Linked DNA regions of Oryctolagus cuniculus: region 2 is linked to region 1. Evidence: chromatin contacts called from public Micro-C data. All regions are on one chromosome and are shown on one strand. Each heading gives the region's core, a stretch centred on a gene start, on an enhancer-like site or on the middle of the called end of the contact. The rest is flanking DNA. Distances are from core to core; before and after follow the strand shown. Region 1 overlaps NT5C2 (5'-nucleotidase, cytosolic II). Region 2 overlaps CNNM2 (cyclin and CBS domain divalent metal cation transport mediator 2).

Region 1 (6,697 bases), core at 1,561-4,060:
TGATGTTTTGGGAGTATTATGATGGCAGTTGCAAAATATTTGTCCCTCAGTGATCTCATTCAGTTCTCAAAGCATGTGTTAATACCATCGGCCTGGAGTGGAGAGGTTTTAAGTGAATTAATCAAGCTCCTATAGACTTTTGGGGGCAGGCGTTTGTCTCAGCAGTGGAAGATGTCCCAATGTTTGGGCCCCTGCCCCTGTGTGGGAAATCTGGAAGAAGCTCCTGGCTCCTAGCTTTGGATTGGCTCAGCCATTTGGGGAGTGAACCAGCGGATGGAAGACCTCTTTCTCTGCCTCTGCTTCTCTATAACTCTGCCCTTCAAATAAATAAATAAATCTTTTATTTATTTTTTTAAAGATTTATTTATTTATTCGAAAGTCATAGTCACAGAAAGAGAGAGAGAGAGGTCTTCAATCCAATGGTTCACTCCAAAACTGGCCACAACAGTCAGAGCTGCACTAATCCGGAGCCAGGAGCCAGGAGCTTCCTCCGGGTCTCCCACACAGGTGCAGGGACCCAAAGACTTGGGCCATCTTCTACTGCTTTCCCAGGCCATAGCAGAGAGCTGGATCAGAAGCGGAGCAACCAGATCTCGAACCAGCGCCTACATGGGATGCCGGCACTTCAGGCCAAGGCATCAACCCGCTGCACCACAGCGCCAGCCTCAATAAATAAATCTTTTTAAAAAATCCTGCTAATGTGCTAGGGAGACAGCAGACAATGATCCAAATAACTGGGTTCCTCCCACCGTTGTGGGAGAACCAGATGGAGTTCCTGGATCTCAGCTTTGGCCTGGCCCAGCCCAGCCCAGCCTGAGCTGTTGCTGACATTTGACATTTGAAGGAGTGAACCAAGCCTATGGAAGAGCTCTTTCTGTCTTTCAAATCAAATACATCTTTCAAAAATAGTGGTTAAGGGGCCGGCACTGTGGCGCAGAGGGTTAATACCCTGGCCTGAAGCACCGGCATCCCATGTGGGTGCCGGTTCGAGACCCAGCTGCGCCACTTCCAATCCGCTCTCTGCTATGGCCTGGGAAAGCAGTGGAAGATGGCCCAAGTCCTTGGACCCTGCACCCATGTGGGAGACCTGGAGGAAGCTCCCAGCTCCTGGCTTCAGATCGGTGCAGCTCCGGCCGTTGTGGCCAACTGGAGAGTGAACCAGTGGATGGCAGACCTCTCTCTGCCTTTCCTTTCTCTGTGTAACTCTGACTTTCAAATAAATAAATGAATCTTTAAAAAAATAGTGGTTAAAATATTAATTTTACATAGTGTGTTACCACAATTTTTAATTTTTTAAAAGAATTTATTTTACTTGGAAGGCAGAGACACTGAGCGAGGGAGACAGACAGACAGAGGTCAGCCTTGGCATCAAGTACTTCAGCCGTCACCTGCTGCCTTCCCTTGGTGTGCATTAGCAAGAAGCTGTATCTAGGCACTCTGATACGGGATACCAGCATCCCAAGTGGCATCCGAACCACTGTGCCAAATGCCCTTCCCAGTATTACCTCAATTTTTTTTAAATGACAACTACTATGTAACATTTAAGAACAATACTTAATGTTAGTAGTGGCCTTTTCCAAGTACTTACAGACCTATTATGCATTTAATTCTTTTTCTTTTTTTATTTGACAGATAGAGTTAGTGAGAGAGAGAGACAGAGAGAAAGGTCATCCTTCTGTTGGTTCACCCCCCAAATGGTCACCACGGCCAGCACTGTGCCCATCCGAAGCCAGGAGCCAGGTGCTTCCTCCTAGTCTCCCTTGCAGGTGCAGGGGCTCAAGCACTTGGGCCATCCTCCACTGCCTTCCCGGGCCACAGCAGAGAGCTGGACTGGAAGAGGAGCAACCAGAGCTAGAACCCAGCGCCCGTGCGTTTAATTCTTACAACTTCCAATTGAAGTAGGTTCCGTATTATTCCCATTCAGCAAGTAATTCCTTCACTTGGTCAGTGCCTACCCCATCCCCCACCCCCAACCCCAGGGAGGGCTGGCAGCCGCGCAGCAGGGGCCTGGCTAGCTGGCACGTGGAGTGTGACCACGAGGGAAGCCCAAGTGCTTCAAGCTGACTGACCCGGAGCGTGACCAGCTGCACTTTCTTGGGCGTGTTACTTAATCTCTCCCAGCCTCCATTTTTTTTTTTTTATTTGTGGAATAAAGATAATAATAGTTCTTACTTCATGGGGTTGTTGTGATGAGTGAATGAGATAATTATAAATGTAAAATGCTCAGCACAGCACAGTGCCTGGCCCATGGTCATGGCTGCTGTTATTCCTGCACACGGTAGGGTGCTCAGGACACAGCCCTGGCCCTCCTGTACGAAGCCCTGGCCAGCTGGGCCCATGGGAGAGGAGGCTCTTGGAATCCAGCTCCATCGTTTCAGAGGAGGAAGCCAAAGCCCAAGAAAGGGAACAGTTCTCCGCACAGTCACCTCCTCCTGTCAGTCAACCAGGCTGTGATCCTGAGAGGCCTGTGTGGCTGGTGAGAGTCCCCCTCCCCCGCCAGGAGGGAGTCAGGCCAGCTCCGGGGCCCTCCCCAGGAGGACAGGCCGTCACCTGTCCACCGCAGCCTGGGCGCCGCCCACCTCCGCCCTCTTCCTGTAGGAGTGGCCCAGAGAACCTGGGAGACCAGCACTCTGTTTGGCCTCTGGCCTCTGGGGCGGGGGTGAAGGGAGGGCGGGGAGACGAAGGGTCCCGGGCACCTTGCCATTGCTGTGCCTTTGGTTAATATTTATTCTTTCTCCTTCCTCGGCCTGGAAACCACAGGAAAGCCAGCAGCGGCTTGTGAAACAGAGCCCTGGGGGCCGTGGCGAGCTGGTTCCTGTGGGATGACTCAGCAGTGTCCTGGGCCTGGATTTACGCAGTCCCTGGGGTGGGGTGTGGCTTCCATGGCTGTGATGAGGACCACACCATTCGTCTCTTGGGGGAATCTGTCTCCTGGGAGCCTGGGGGTGTCCTGGCAGCCCCCAGCTCATGAGCGGGCACCACTTGCAGGGCCCTTGCTGTGATCTCTTGGTATGAAGAGACCCCTGGTGTCTTGCCTGGAAGTGGAGACCCTCTCCCTCCCCAGGACCCCATCAGTACCGCCTCAGCCTGGACTTTCTGGGAAGGCGCTTGTAAACTGAGCCCTTGGTTCCTTAGCACAGAACAGCTCCCCGATCACAGCCCTATCCTTACTGCCAGCGAGCACCCTGTGCGCTTGCCCGGGCCTGGGGACCACCTTCCTCAGAATCAGTGAGGACAGGTTCCTGGACCACAGAACTACTGGATCAACAGCCGGCAGGACCTGGGCACCTGCACTGGGTGACGGCGTGGCTGATTGTTGTGCGACTGCAGAGGCTGCTCTGCCGAGGCAGGGCGTCCAGTTTCCCGACCACGACCGGGAGCTACGTGCACCAGCCTGCCTTCCTTGGGTCCTTCCCAGCATTCCCTTCTGACACTTCCCAGAGGACACTTGTTTCTCGGGCCAGCTCCTCTGTGCCACTTCCCCTGCCCTGTCCAGCCAATCCCACTGTCTTGTGCTGGACTTGCTCATCTGACTCCTTCCCTTGTGAGCTGCACCGGATGGGTGTTTCATTCTTTCACACACACCCCAAAATACTTTGCAGGAAGAAGGATTTTATTTTTTAAAAAAGATTATTTATTGTATTTGAAAGGCAGAGTTACAGAGAGAGAGGCAGAGAGAGATCTTCCATCTGCTGGTTCACTTTCCAAGTGGCCATAATGGTGTATGGATACAGTGGCCCAACCACCTGGGCCATCTTCCTCTGCTTTCCTGGGGCATCAGGGAACTGGATCAGAAGTGGAAAAGCTGGGACCCAAACTGGTGCTCATATGGGATGCTGGCGCTCAGACAGTGGCTTAACTCGATATGCCACGGTGCTGGTCCCAGGAAGAAGGCATTTAATGTATGTTTGTTGAGTGAGTGAATGATTGGAGACAGGGTCCCAGTCTAAATCATACAAATAGATTAGACTCATTGTGTAGCTGACACATACATTTATCACACAGGCTCCAGCTTCACAGTCTGTGACTAGGTCTAATGCTTGGTCTTCTCTTTGGAAGCTCTGGGTCTATATTTTGGTAAGAGGTGTTTGGTTAGCTATGTGTTAAGACTTAGATATACTTAATTTATAATTTTTTTTATTTTTTTAAAGATTTGTTTATTTACTTGAAAGGCACAGTTACACAGAGGCAGAGAGAGAGAGAGAGAAAGAGAGCTGAGAACTCAATGCAGGTGGCTGGGATCCAACTCGTGGACAGCCATCACTTGCTGTCTCCTCGGGTGCACATGAGCAAGAAGCTGGAGTGGTGAGTGGAGCCAAGAGTTGAACCCAGGTACTCCCAAATGGAATGCATAGTCTTAACTGGCATCTCAACCACTTGGCCAAACGTCTGACCTTTGAAAGTCCCAGAATGTATCTGTGGTGGGAGGTCAAGGAGCGGCTTCCTTTTGATCTGTTTGAGGCTGGAACCTGCCTAACGTTCTCTGCACCCTAGACCTCTTCCTAAGGATTATCGGTTTTGGAATCTCTGACCTTCAAACTCCAGTGATGTAAATGCCACTTCAGCGAGGCACACCCTGGACCTTGTCATGGCTGCCGCAGCCCAGAAATGCCGGCACACCGGTCTCTGGCCAGAGCTTCCTTGCCTTCAGCTGGCTCACTTCCCCGACACCAGCTCACAGCTCTCTGATGTCATGGTTGCCCTGGATTCCTCTTCCAGACCCCAGCAGTCTTGCAAGTGCTCTTCAGAGCATGGCTTCCCAAGAAAGGAGGCCCTGCGTGCCACCCGTGACTCAGCCTGTTGTGGCCCTGCCCCTCCTGTGGCGCCTGCCCAGGCCTCCTTGCAGCAGCCTCATTGCAAAACACGGTGGGCAGTTTTCAGTTGCTGTTTGCACTTGGTATGGCGTCTGACACAGCTAAGTTTCTACGTGAATCTCCGTTCTTCCATTGTTTGCAGGGCAGTCTCCCTGCTGTCTGTTTTTTGGGAGATCTCCCTATTCCCAAATGTCAGTAGTCATGCTTTTTCTTCTCTGGTCCTTTTCTCTTCTTTTCGTTCTCTTTGTCCTAGTTCACACAGTCTGACATATACCGATTGCTATTCCAGACGCTTGGCATCTCTGAGCCTCAGTAAAATGGGAGTTACCATGGAATCATAACACATGGCAGATGAGGGCCCAGCAAGTGCCTAGCAAAAAGTAGAGGCTCACTGAACACTGGTACTCTGTATTGTTGCTGGTAATAAAAGGAAATCTTTATCTCCAACCTAAAGATTTCTCTCTGTATTATTAAACTTGAAATGGTAAATTTGGAATAGTCCCAAAGTAGACAGAATTGCATAGAATTCCACAGAGTTGGGGCAGGTGTCGTGGTACAACAGTTAAGCTGCCATGTGGGATGCCTGCATCCTATCCGAGGGCCTGAGTTTGAGTCCTGGCTCTGCTTGCCATCCAGCCTCATGCTGTTGCCTATCCTGGGCAGCTGGTGATGGCTCAAGTACTCTGGTCCTTGCATTCATATGGGAGACCCAGAGGGAGTTCCTGGCTCCTGGCTTCAGCCTGACCCAGCCCCAGCTATCAAAGCCATTTGCGAGTGAACCAGTGGATGAAAGATATCTCTCTATCTCTCTGCCTTTCAAATAAATAAAAATAGAAAAAAATCAAAGAATTGCATAATAGGGGCTGGCATTGTGGTATAGTGGGTAAAACTGCCACCTGTGATGCTGGCATCCCACTGGGGTGCTGGTTCAAGTTCTAGCTGCTCCACTTCCAATCTGGCTTCCTGCTAATGGTCTGTGGAAAGCAGTGGAAGATGGCCCAAGTGTTTGGGTTCCTGCCAACCATGTGGGAGACTTTGAAGAAGCTCCTGGCTCCTGGATTCAGCCTGGCTCGGTCCTGGCCATTACGGCCATCTGAGGAGTGAACCAACAAATGAATGATCTCTCTCTTTCTGGATCTCCTTCTTTCTGTATAACTCTGACTTTCAAATAAATAAATAAATCTTAAAAAAAAAAGAAAAGAATTGCATAAGAGGGCCTGGAGTTGTGGTGCAGCAGGTTAAGCCACTGCCTGTGACGCTGGCATCCCATTTGAGTTCCGGTTTGAGTCCCAGCTGCTCCACTTCAGATCCAGCTCTCTGCTAATGTGCCTGGGAAAGTAGCAGAGGAGGACCCAAGTACCTGGGGCCCTGCCACCATGTAGGAGACCTGGATAGAATTCTAGGCTCCTTGCTTCAGCCTGGCCCAGCCTGGCCATTGTGGCCATCCGGAGAATGAACCAGCAGATGTAAGGGCTCTCTCTTACCCCTCCCCCACTCCCATCTGTAACTCTGCCTTTCAAATAAACAAATCTTAAAAAAAAAAGAGAATTCATAATGAATCACTTTGTACCTATGATTGAACTCCAACAACCATCAACCCATAGCCAATCTTGCCCCATATACTCCCATCCTCTGCAAAAGGTACATCCTTTAAAAACAAAAACCCAAAAGCACACAGGGGCAGGCATTGCAGTGCAGCAGGTTAAACTGCTGTTTGAGATGTCAAATCCCATCTCAGAGTTCCTGGGATAGAGTCCTCTCTTTGTGATCCAGCTTCCTGCTGATGTACACCTGGGAGGCAGCAGGTAAAGATGTGAGTCCCTGCCCTGTGGGAAGCCTGGGTGGAGCTCCTGGCTCCTGGCTCCTGGCTCCTGGCTCCTGGC
Region 2 (6,875 bases), core at 189-2,688, 160 kb after region 1:
CGGCTCAGGGGCTCAGGACGAGGCCGGCTCTCCCAAGCAGGGAAGCCAGTACTGGCGCCCCGCAGCCTCCCAGCCCCCGCCCTGCCCTCAACCCCCTGCCCGGTCGTCGGTCGGCCCGACTAAGGCAGCATGGCATGGGGAGGGTGGGCCTGGAGCACAGCACCCAAAGGCAGCCCTCCCTGGTCTCCTCCTGCCTGAAGCTCCCTGTGCCGGGCTAGGGTGCTCTGCCTGGGGTCACCCCTGCGGAACAGTGTTGGACCCTTGGTTGCCAGAGACCTCGACCCTGGGCCCGGCACGGCAAGGACAGCACTGATTCCTGGTTGGCCGTCAGAAGGTGCCAGAGGCGGCGGAGGTCACCCGCCAGGGCCCGCTCCAACAGCCTGAGGACAGCTCGCGGGCCCTGCTGAGCTCAAATTCTCATTGCTCCATTTCCTAAGGAAAACGCAGTTCTATTTGTAGCTCCCCATCTCCACTGGTCCTGCCTGGTACTGGGGGGCGGGCAGCAAGGCAGTGACTGTCCGCATCAACATCTGCACCAAAGTTCCTTGAAATAACACCGGGAACGGGAAACAGGTGCTGCTCCCTCCCCGCGGGCGGGGGGAACACCTGGACAGGGCCCCTCTCACATTCCCACTGAGCAAGACCATTAAGCGCCCCAATGTCACACACACAAACCTTAAGCTGTTGTCTTCCCCAGAGTTTAACAAACGATCCTGGACCTGGTTCGGGACGGAAGGGCACTTGCCGACAGGAGGGGCAAGCCCCTGATTGGAAAAAAGACGCAAGAGGCGAACAGCGTCTCGGGAACACCTGGAACTAGGACCCCAGGTCCCAGGGAGCCTCCAGGACGCCCGAGTGGCTGTGCAGGAGAGGCGGCCCCGCCCGTGCCCACAGAGGCCACCGCAGAAGAGAGGCCACCAGGACCTGGGCCTAGGCGGCAGCTCCCCGCTCAGCCTCGCAGACACCAAGGGCCCAGGCCCCCACGCCGCTCCTCCCCGCTCAAGCACTCTGGAGGTTTCCAGAGAGGGCATGGGGCCTGGCCCTCCCCCCACCCGGAGCAGACGCCGGCCTTGGAAAGGCCACCTGCCGCCGCTGGGCTCCTCTGAGAGGCGGCTTTGCGGGGCAGAGGGAGAAAGGTGCCGTCTCCCGCCAGCAGAGGGCGTCAGCGGGTACCCTGCGCGGACTCCTCCTCCCCGGGGATTACAAAGGCGCCCCAGTGCGTGGACTGATTCCAGAGGCTCCTTCCGCTAGGGGAGCGCATAGAGAGGCGGCCGGGAGAGGCCGTGAGGACAGCTCCTGGGGGCCGGGGACCTGGCTGCCCAGCACGGCGGCGGGGAACGAGGCGGGGGCGGGCAGGTGTTAGGGGCGAGACCGCCCGTGGCACCCTCCTCACACTGGCCTGCGCTCAGCCAGAGGCGTGTTAGGAAGTGACCGCTTCACTTGCCCGGGGAGCCTCACAGCGGGGGTCCCGCAGGTCACCGAGAGAGGCTGGTCCTTCCCTAAGGGCCTGGCGCCTCCCAGAGCGATACTGCACCTCGGACCAAGGGGCCCGGGAGGCCGCCGTCTGCCAGCTGGGGCCGGGGAGGCGGCGCGCACACCCAGCACCGCTAAGGCTCCGGTTCCCACGCACAACGAGCCCGGGCGCGCCCACAGCGCACTTTTGGTTTCTCAGCTCCTGTCTGGGGCCGAACCAGCCCTGCTGGCCACACAGGCAGCCTCTCTGGCTGTAACCGAGGAGGCGGGCACGCAGGCCTGGGCCCAGGGGCACCGGAGAGAGGACCGCTGAGGAAGGCAGGCTGGCAAGCCCCAGGTCCAGCAGCGCCCCTGGGCGCAGGGCGGAGCTTCTCCGGACCCGCCCGCCCCGCGAAACCCTGGGGAGGTTTGCGTTTGGCATCTGTGTAGCAGCGTCCTGGGTTGCCCCGGGGGAGGGCGGAATGCGGGGATGAAGTCAAGCGGCCCCTTGCCAATGATAAACCCTGGGTTTAAGATTCATTAGCATTCATTTCGGTGGAAAAAATTCCTTAGGGTGGGAGGAGCAAAGCCACATCCCGCAGGCCAACGCTGCGCCCTGTGCGGGAAAGGGGAGCGCCCCGCGTCCAGCTCAGAACCACGCGGGCTCTGAGCGCAGCAGGGCCCTGCCGGACCACACCCCACAGTGACCAGAGACTGGCAGCGTCTGCAGTGACAGGTTTGCTTCATTGGGCCATCAAGTTCGACAGCGACACCCGCTGGGGCACAGAGGAAGAGGAGGGCCGGGCCGGCCAGTCCGCGCTCTCAGGGTCCCGTCAGGGCTCACAGCAGAGTTCCGACAGAACAACTCAAAACGCTGCAAAAGACACTTTAAAAAAAACATGATCTCTTGAAAAAATAAATCGCAACCATTTTCAACTTCATGCAACTCGAGGGAGGAGGACAGTGAATAATGGTAAAAGGTACAGCTGAAAAAATAAACGTGATTCTATCCGGGCAGCAGTTCCTCCGCAGCCCCGTGGCCGCCGCGCCCCGGCTGCGGCTCTCGCGTCTCGGCCGTCCATCCCTCCCCTGGCCGTCGGCCTCCTCCTCCGCTTCCGGCGAGGGGACGAAGTCTTTGGTCTCGGAATGGCGCGGGCTGCAGCGCGGCACACAGGTTCCCACTGACCAAGTCACGGGCAGGCCGGGCCGGCCCCGCCGCTAGATGGCGCCCTCGCCGTGCAGGCTGTGGTTGGCCTTGCTGTGCGCCACACAGTTCTGCTCGGTGAGCAGGTTGGCCGTCTCGTCGGGCAACCCGTCATGCAGCTCGGTAAGAGTCAATTCAACCTTAGTGTTCTCACTGTCCGAGGACTGAGGGGTTCTGTCCATGCGGGAAGCCATCAGGGCGTTTTGGTATTGCTGTCTGGAGATCTGGGGCCGGAACACAGCACAGAAAACAAACCGAGAGGCGCTTAGTTTAGGGTCCCTGTCTCCGCGGAGCCACACATTCACTCCCCGAGTCGCCCGCGGCCGCTTCTCGGGAGGAAGCCATCCTGGAGGACACACGGAGCCGCCTCTGAAGTCCAAGTTGACTCTGGCGAACAAAGTCGCGTCTTCCTTTTGGCACCCATTTCCCACTGTGTCTCAGAAGCTCAGAGACCAGAAAATGGAGATGGGTTCCACCAGCTAAAGCCGGCTTGTTTCCCAACTCGACGGAGGAGAGGGGCGCCTCCCACCCCGGTCCTGCCAGGGCACCATGAGCTCGAGACCTGAGGAGCCTTGGTCTTCCTCCCCGTCCCCGCCCCTTCCCTGCAGGTGCCACGTGTGGTTTGGACGTTCATCCGGGAAAGCCAAGGAGATGCGTGTTTCTCCCAGCCTCGCGGCACCCCCAAAGTAATCACGGGAGAGCTCCGTGCAGCGGCCGGGGCGCCACACACCCACCTCGCTGTGGGCAGGGCGGCCCCTGCGGGCCCAGCCTCCTCCCTCACCTTGACAAACTGCAGGTCAGAAAGGGCTCGCACGGAGTAGTCGGGGACGTAGACTTGCAGGAACGAGGAGCCCAGCTGGTTATTGCCACTCCCCAGCGTCGGGGTCACCGCCTCCATCCGGTCACTGCGGCTGAGCGAGTCCGAGTGATTCAGGCCACACGGGCGGGGAGGTGACTTGTTTTCACCTAGACCAGAGGGGAAGAACCACCTGTTAGCCGAAGCAGACATCGTCGACAGAGTCAGCTCTTCGTATTTTTCAAGCAAGAGCTTCCACGCAAGCCCAGTCCTCGCGCCCCCGCTCAGCGCCAGGGGACGCCCACTTCCGGTGCGAGGCCGCCCACGAAGCCGAGGCCAGCGCGAGGCCGAGCCGGAGCAGCTCTGCGTGCCCGCCGTGGGCCAGGAGGCGGCCGGGCTTCCCCGCCCTGCTAGAAGCAAAGGCTCCCGGGGCCACTCGCCAGGCAGTGCGCGCTTCCACGGGGCTGGGACACTGCTGCCTGCTCACGCCACACCCCCAGCCAAACCAAACTTCTTACGTCTCTGATCCCAGTCAGATCCCCCAGACAGCGCAAGGATGTCTCAGGAATTCACAAACACTAGGAGGTGTCAAAAGACCTTGAAAAGTTGAAGTTATCCCGGGTGCTAACGGATTCTTTCATCAGATTTTGCACTCTTATTAAAATTGAGTGAACAAAAATTCAAACACATTAGTCTTGCTCGGGAGGAGTACTGCTGTAGCTGCTAACCTAAGTTCCATTAAAAATAAACCCACTCCCTTCCCAAGGGGGCTTCCACGTTTGCTTTTCTCATCAACTAGATGGTGCGCCCGTTACTAGGGGCAGCCACACTGCACAGGCTCAGGGCTGTGGCAGGCCCCGGGACAGCTCCTCTCTGCAGGGCAGCCCTGGTAGAAGCTCCCCCAGAGGTGGTCCTCTCTCACTCACCTTGAGAAAGGGTGCTGCCATGGCCAAGGCTGCCCTAACTTCAAGCGACAGGCCAGGCTTTAAGGCACTCTTGTTCCTTTGCTATCTGAAGTAGCCCTTTCTAGAAAGAATGGAGTTCAGCTCTCCCCAAGTCTCTCATTCTGAAGGCTGCTCGAGGTTCCACCTGACCTTGTAACTCTGTTTGCTGAGAGGACATTTAGAATAAAACATAAGCACTCTGGGGCCAGCGCTGTGGCACAGCAGGTTAAAGCCCTGGCCTGAAGCGCTGGCATCCCATATGGGCGCCAGTTCCATTCCCAGCTGTTCCTCTTCTGATACGGCTCGCTGCTGTGGCCTGGGAAAGCAGAAGATGGCCCAAGTCCTTGGGCCTCTGCAACCACGTGGGAGACCCGGAAGAAGCTCCTGGCTTTGGATCGGCGCAGCTCCAGCCGTTGCAGCCATCTAGGGAGTGAACCAGCGGTTGGAAGACCTTTCTCTCTGTCTCTACCTCTCTAACTCTTTCAAATAAATAAAATAAATGCTTAAAAAAAAATAAGCACTCTAGGACTCTCAGATGATGAGTTCACTTTCTCCTGAAATTTTCATGCTATAATTTTCATGTCTATAATTATCATGTCACAAATTTTCCATTGTTAAATCAATATTAAGGGAGTGGACACTTGGCCTTGCGGTTAAGATGCCAGCATCCAATGTCTGAGTACCTGGGTCTGAGTCTCAGCTCTGGTTCCTGACTCCAGCTTCCTGCTAAGACAGAGGTGATGGCTTACGTTCTTGGGGTCCTACCACCCACGTGACAGACCTGCATCGAGTTCCCGGCCCCGGCATCTGGGGAGTAAAGCCGGTAGACAGGAGTTTTCTCTTCTCTTTCTGCTTCTCAATTAAATAAGATAATAAAACTCAGCAATAGCTCTTCCTTTTGCTTCCACTTACCTTCTAAGAGAACAAGGCAAATTATAACTTATGAATGTCTTATATCTAGCAGAATGGAACTATTAAGAGGATCTGATCCTCCACCTTGCGGCGCCGGCACACCGGGTTCTAGTCCGGGTTGGGGTACCGGATTCTGTCCCGGTTGCCCCTCTTCCAGGCCAGCTCTCTGCTATGGCCAGGGAGTGCAGTAGAGGATGGCCCAAGTGCTTGGGCCCTGCACCCCATGGGAGACCAGGATAAGTACCTGGCTCCTGCCATCGGATCAGCGCGGTGCGCCGGCCGCAGCGGCCATTGGAGGGTGAACCAACGGCAAAGGAAGACCTTTCTCTCTGTCTCTCTCTCTCTCACTGTCCACTCTGCCTGTCAAAAAAAAAAAAAAGAGGATCTGAACTGTAAGCTCTAGATTGCTCATCTGTAAAATGTGGTAACAGGCCCCGCCTCAGGAGGTCTGGTGAGGGTTAAAAACAAGGTCACGTAAAGCGCTTGGCACACACCTGACACCTGTAAGCGCCCGATAAATGCGCCTCGTTAACATTTCATGTTCTTTCCTCTTCGTTTCCTCCCAGACCTCACTGCCGTGTGCCTACCTTCGTGACGAAGGCTTTCCAACAAGGGATCCCACCACACCCCCAGGCTTCAGTCCCAAATCCCACCACTGTTTCCACAGACGCCTCTCACAGCGCCCACTTTCAGGCACTGATATCTGAAGTTTAGCAAGACCAAGCCCCGAAAGGCACCTTCCTTGCTGACCAGACCCAAGCGCTGGCAGGAGACCCCGAGGCCTCCAGCTCCTTGCTACTTTGTCCTGACGGAGAGGGAGCACAGCACCATTTGGTCCGTGCTGTGTCTGGACTCACAGTCAGCTTCCTCCCAACCCACTGCTTTGCTGTTGTTTCCTTTAATTAATTAATTCAGCCTGAGTTCCCTCCTGCTGGCCTCCCCAGAGCCTGCCATGGGCAGGGCCGGGTCTCGGGCTACAGCTGGAGCAAGGAGCCACGCGCTCAACCCAGGTCTCGACGCGGATGGCAGGGACCCGACTGCTCGAGTCACCACGGCTGCCTGCAGAGTCTGTGTCAGGAAGCTGGAATTGGGGGTAAGGCAGGAACCAAACACAGGCGATGTGGGGACACAGAGGTCCTGAGCAGTGAGCCAAATGCCTGCTCCTGCCCTCTGGTGTTTAACTTTCATTTACTGATTTTCATTTTATCTGGAAGGCGGGGGGAGGGGGTGGGGAATGAATTTTCCACCTGCTGGTTTACTCCCCAAATGCCTGCAACAGCCAGGGCCGGACCAGGCCAAAGTCAGAAACCCGTAACTCTATTCAGGATCTCCCATTTGGGTGGCAGGGACCCAGCTACTTGGGCCATAAGCTGTGACGGGAAGCTGGATCAGCAGCAGAGGAGCCGAGACGCAAACTGGGCATTCCAACATGAGACACGAGTGTCCAGATTGTTTCTGTGGACTTGCCCTCTCTCTGCCCTCACAGTCACGGCCACAAGAAAGAGGCCGGCTTCCAGGAGCACTGGTGCAGCTCCACAGGCACCCGGCAGGGTCAGCAGGTGCACAA

What was found. Hi-C and Micro-C count contacts between places; a contact is called where the count stands out from the background.
Region 2: a Micro-C map of ear pinna shows a contact between it and region 1, with 14 times the contacts expected there. The contact joins two enhancer-like sites. A contact is called at or near these places in 4 of 6 Hi-C or Micro-C datasets (ear pinna, embryonic fibroblasts, psoas muscle and 1 more).

What each region holds. Positions count from the first base shown.
Region 1 is chr15:26,756,886-26,763,582 of mOryCun1.1, forward strand. The region is part of intron 1 of NT5C2 (5'-nucleotidase, cytosolic II); the gene reads left to right. Among named protein-coding and RNA genes, the nearest start is that of INA, 30 kb to the left of the region's middle. Within about 2 kb of position 2,811, at least 2 of the 8 cell types and tissues checked have an H3K27ac peak or open chromatin away from gene starts, as enhancers often do. A contact at or near this core is called in ear pinna, where this site is marked.
Region 2 is chr15:26,915,258-26,922,132 of mOryCun1.1, forward strand. It overlaps CNNM2 (cyclin and CBS domain divalent metal cation transport mediator 2), which reads right to left. Exons shown (of 8, transcript XM_008270433.4): 7 at 3,438-3,622; 8 at 1-2,880. The coding sequence ends at 2,671. Among named protein-coding and RNA genes, the nearest start is that of CNNM2, 170 kb to the right of the region's middle. Within about 2 kb of position 1,439, at least 5 of the 8 cell types and tissues checked have an H3K27ac peak or open chromatin away from gene starts, as enhancers often do. A contact at or near this core is called in ear pinna, where this site is marked.